2 separate regions of the Oncorhynchus mykiss genome follow, and region 1 is linked to region 2. A link is a contact called in public Hi-C data. All regions are on one chromosome and are shown on one strand. The core of a region is the stretch at or near the end of the contact, and the rest is flanking DNA. Distances in the headings are between cores, read along the strand shown. Region 1 holds the start of LOC110530704 (SURP and G-patch domain-containing protein 1). Region 2 holds the start of LOC110530998 (spindlin-W).

Evidence for each region. A called contact is a pair of places that touch in the nucleus more often than the background predicts.
Region 1: a Hi-C map of blood shows a contact between it and region 2, with 5 times the contacts expected there. The contact joins the promoter of LOC110530704 here to the promoter of LOC110530998 in region 2. A contact is called at or near these places in 2 of 3 Hi-C or Micro-C datasets (blood and liver).

The regions. Positions count from the first base shown.
Region 1 is chr8:78,814,784-78,817,483 of USDA_OmykA_1.1, reverse strand. LOC110530704 (SURP and G-patch domain-containing protein 1) reads right to left here and starts at 1,364. Exons shown (of 14, transcript XM_021613951.2): 1 at 1,129-1,364; 2 at 303-474; 3 at 63-172. The coding sequence starts at 1,147. LOC110530705 (E3 ubiquitin-protein ligase RNF126) reads left to right here and starts at 574. Exons shown (of 10, transcript XM_021613952.2): 1 at 574-591; 2 at 1,302-1,387; 3 at 2,638-2,696. The coding sequence starts at 1,313.
Region 2 is chr8:78,671,911-78,674,610 of USDA_OmykA_1.1, reverse strand. It overlaps LOC110530998 (spindlin-W), which reads left to right and starts at 1,332. Exons shown (of 5, transcript XM_036986362.1): 1 at 1,332-1,506.

The DNA.
Region 1 (2,700 bases), core at 115-2,614, 140 kb before region 2:
ATCATTTCTGTACCATTAAAATAAAGTTCTATTGAAACCAATTAAAGAGCTCGCTATCTCACCAGAGTCAGAGCTGGGTTTGTCCTTCTGAAGCTTCATAAACTGCTGCAAGAAGCTTCCATCGTTCACATACTTGTTGTTGTTCGAAGAGTGTCCCTGTAAACTGTGTAAACTGTGGGGATAAGAAGTCAAAATCAATGGCTACAGTCAAGTGGGCCAGAATCAAGTACTTCCAGCAGGGATTGAGCAGAGTTTTGATGAGAGGTATTTGTAGTGTTTCAGAAGACTAGGATATACTGTACCTTGGTGGCAGTGGCTTGTTGGGAGTCTGAAGGCTCTTTTTCTTGGCCTGCTCTGCCATCTTAGCCTCGATCTCCCGCTTCTTCTGGGCGATCAGCTCCTCCTGACGGAGAATGTTCACACTCATCCTGTTCTTCTGGGCTGGCCGGAACTTGTTGTTCCAGCCTCCTCTCCCTGCAGTGGCAATAAAACAAACAGTGGAAGAGTTGGGTGCAGTTGTTATTGGTGTCCTACTACCAATAATGTTAGTCACAAGAGGTGATCTCGTTTGTAATTGCTCTAGCTATCTTCGTGAGTATTTTAGTAAAAGTCGTATGTGACTAGCTATCTATATATTATGAAGAGTGAACTACCCTGAATGATAGGAATGTGTAGACATGTCAGGGACTATATCTTGCTGCATTGAGGATGTCTCCATTCCCTTTGATTATCTTTGTTGCCACAGACTTGAGAAGCAGCCAGCAGGCCAGGGTTGGTAAAACATGTTTTTCTAAAACTGGCTAGTTAGCTCGCTGCAAGGTGGCATCAAGACGTTAGCAATAAATAGCTAAAATACAAAACTACAACTAATTATGTAATGAATTTGACATTATGTGGTTTATTCTGATTGTGGTTACCGATTTTTTTGATGAATTTTGATGTATCAACAACTACAAATCCTGTTGATGGGCGGTGGTAACTAACGTTAGCTAGCTAAGTAGCTAACGCGTTAGTTATGTAGTTAACTAGCGCAAATAACCACATTTCATGAGGCAAGAGTTTATTGTTAAGCATTTTAAAATAGTTACTATATTAAGGTATGCCATTTAAATTATTTCGAGCGTTTACCTGTATTTCCGGACTCCATAGTTGCAGCTAACCAGATCTGTATTCCCTGATACGAGCTATCTGTTGCTAAGCTAGGTAGCGCTTCGCTAGTTTCCGCTTCCTGTTCGTCTCGCAAATCGATTAATTTTGTTGTTTGTCGCTACCCGTACACGTTCCCTCTCGGTTGCTGGTAGAGAATCCGAAGATGGCTGAAGCTCCCCCACGGCCCTGCCGGTTTTTCTGTCACCGATGTTCAGCAGAGATCAACCCTCGTCTCCCGGTAAGCATTCCAGAGAGGTTTTTGTTGTTCACGAAATGAAACCATGGCCAGCTAAGTGGGGTTTGTATTATTTTATCCACGATTTCCTCTGGCTGAAGCATGACAGCTAGCTAACGTTAGCTTGTAGCTAGTGGAACGTTCACGTTGCCATTCATTTGACAGCTATAGTTTCGTTTGCATTCTAGCCAGCTACCAAAATAGCTTGTAGTTTGCCTGTTAGGATGTTTCGAGATCATGCCTCTGTGACTTGTTGGATTAGCTAAGGAGTTACCCATGTTTTACAGTGACAGCGTGTCTGTCTCTTTTTGTGATATGAGACCTGTTCATGATAATGACAGCTTGCCGGCCCATAGCACCTCCAAAGGTAGATAGCTATCTAACTTTTAAAGCGGAAATCAGCAGTTGAAACAATAACAAAGCGACTCTCCACCACTGTTTCATGTCTGGAGAAATGTAGCCACTCTCAAATTCAAAGCTATAGATGCAAGAAATTACCATCCATGATATCAAAATAATAGTTTAACCATGCCTTTAGGATAAATAGTATTTTTTTTTACATTTACTTTGTTTACAAACAGTGGATTAAATAAGATTATATTTTGGGCTCTGATGGGGTAGGACAGTTGAACTAAGCTCATAATGAGTTATGAGTTATAAGTTATATTCTTCAAGAATCAATGGGTACATATAATTCATTTATACATCCACAAATGGATGTAGCAACTGCTGATTACCCCTTTAAGCTATGATCTCACAAAGTGTGACTTTCAAAAAACACAATCATTAGGCTATGTACACCACCAACTCATTTCCATAGCTGCAACAACCTGTTTTAACATGCCTGTTGTTGTATGGTCATTCATAGGAAGCTTCTTGAATTGTACAGTGCAGTAGCTTTCAGATATCTACCTGCATGGAGAGTCTTTGCAAAGAGCTAATGGTACTCAACGATCTCTCAATAGCAATGGATTGAATGGATCATCAGCTATTGTTAAAATGATCAACTCTGGGAATGGAGCTACAGCGGGTCAAAGTGTGAGGTCAATAGCTAACTTGTTTGATTTTGAATTCAAGCCACAACTGGTTGAAGCTATCTAACAATCTTAATTCCCAGGTACATACATAGCCTACATAGGCAAGGTTGTTGTTTTGTTTTGCTTCAGAACAAATGAAAACATTCAAGTTTATGAGACTGACAGATGACAATTATGATTATGTTATAAATTAGATGTATTTCTGCTTTCCTGCAGGAGTACACATGTCCGCGGTGTGAATCTGGCTTCATTGAAGAGCTATCAGTGGAGAGAAGGTAG
Region 2 (2,700 bases), core at 83-2,582:
TTTAGTAGTATTAGACCTTTACTAGTATTAGGCCTTTACTAGTATTAGACCTTTAGTAGTATTAGACCTTTACTAGTATTAGACCTTTAGTAGTATTAGACCTTTACTAGTATTAGGCCTTTACTAGTATTAGACCTTTACTAGTATTATACCTTTACTAGTATTAGACCTTTACTAGTATTAGACCTTTACTGGTATTAGACCTTTAGTAGTATTAGACCTTTACTAGTATTAGGCCTTTACTAGTATTAGACCTTTAGTAGTATTAGACCTTTACTAGTATTAGGCCTTTACTAGTATTAGACCTTTACTAGTATTAGACCTTTACTAGTATTAGACCTTTACTAGTATTAGGCCTTTACTATGTATTGTACATAGGCTGGTCATCTAGGTTTGTACCTGTAGACTCCATCACCATGAAGAAATATGATGACCAATAAAGTAATTGAGTACATTGAGGCATCAAGTGGTTTGTGATGATATTATGTGACTCAGTTGGTAGTGCATGGTGCTTGCAATACTAGGGGTTTGACGAGGGACCAGTATAGAAAATGTATGCACTCACTACTGTACATTGCTCTGGATAAGAGCATCTATGGAAAAGGAATTAAAAGACCATTTCAGTTTTCACATAGAAATAAGTTGCATTTGCGAAGTATGTCAAGAAACTGGAAAACATATGAAGCAAGTATTATCAGATGAACTGTTTTGTACAGATTATTATCAGACTAAATTTACAAATGCTGTGTGTGTATGTGTGTGTTGTGTGCCTCCACCTTCTTGCAAATAACACCTGGTTGACTCATTCACAACACCACTTCCAAGCCTTTATTCAACATTGATCCATTTTATAATTGCTAACATATTATTATTAGTAGCCAATATTATACAATTTGATATAAATATAAACATGCAATGCAGCCATTCTACAGAAGTACTCACACATTGTAGGTCTAGACTATGTAAAAATCTATTTCCTAAAGCAGGCATAGCTTTTCATATGGGCCCACAGTTGAATAGCAGGACAAAGAAAGTATGGGCTGAGGGAAAAATACATGTCATAGTGCAGCTGTAAAGGAATTTTCCCAACCCAATCCGCGATGTGTATTGCATTGTGGGAAATGTAGTTCAATCTAAACGCTTGGCCGACAGATAGGCAAAACAAAATGGATACTTTTTATGTTCATGCATTTTTCCTGAAATAGACAGGCCTACACACTGAATACTTAATTGCTTGTCAAATCCACAATGTACAGCTCCACTAAAGACCGTTATTTTTGCTCCTTTGTGAGTTACACAACCCAATCTATTGCAATGGCTTTATTTGGGTGGGTAACGTGAAGGACACGAACTCCCAGTGGCCTGTGCGAAAGACAACACTTTTACAGAGTTTAGTCATAAACCTATCTTGGTAGTTGTAGTTCCCGTAGTCAGACTGTTTCCTTGTAGCCTTCATGAGGCGGATTCTGCTCAGCAGAGGGAAGTAGATATGAAAATAGGGGCCAGGTAACTCTCTTTGTCTAAATATGCTTTCTACTTTGATAATCGTGTTACTGCACTACATTATAATGCATTTCAAGCCCTCCAGTTTGTCAATTTTGTCTACGCTATTTATGGTAATGCAAATGCCAACACAGTTGGTCGTTTTACTGTATACCAGTGGTCAGTGTTACGGCACAAAATTACCGCACATGATTACATGACGTTGAATGTTCTATTATTGGTTTCGCTTTGCGCAAATAGGCACGCGCGTCTTTGAAAAGCAATTGGCAACATCTGAACGTAATCGTGCATGTGAAAGGCTAGGCCTACATCAATGCTTACAGGCATGCTTACACCTTGATGTTGTAGTCAGGAATATATCTGGCTTGTCCAAAAATATCAAATTGCTGCAATCTTACGAAACGTGGTCCGCAGCGAAATTACATTAGAAACATGACATGATTTCACAGACAATTGCACATGCAGCAGTTGAGGGAGAGGGCGACGTTGTTTGTTGACATCCGGTAGGGCTACTTAATCTGCGTTTACACAGGCAGCCAAATTATGATATTTTTTTGCCACTAATTGGGCTTTTGACCAATCACATCAGATGCTTTTAGAGCTGATTTAATTGGTCATAACACCAATTAGTTCGAAAAATATCAGAATTTGTCTGCCCGTGTAAATGCAACCATTGTAACAACGCCTGTGGTATACTCGCGGGAAACTAGGGCTACCAGGGTGAAATAACCCATCCTCACCGGTACTTGTACACTGGTGGGTCTGGGTTTATTGCTTGCGTAGCCATAATTCATTATACGATAACACTGTAACAGGTTTTCTTGTTATGATTTGCAGATTGCATGTCTCCAGATCAATGTGCCATCTAACATTTGTCATTTGAATATAGGTATTTCTACCCCGTGACACAGTATATGTGTTATCAATATAGCCTAGTGAAATGCTAATTCATAATTAGCCTAAACTCAATACAATTGTATTAAATTAATCTCAATCTGGAGAAACTATGGTAGAGATCCTTGGTATATCAGCCGCATAACTATTTCCTTTAAGTGGGTGAACTCTATTGGCACGATTCGCAGGGTGTATGCCTTTCACGCCAGTGACGCGGGCTCGCTTCCCCAGCCCTGCTGTTCGCTACACTGGTGTCAGAAGTGGGATGGTGTTTGTGAACTTACGACCCGGAAGTGTGAGGGG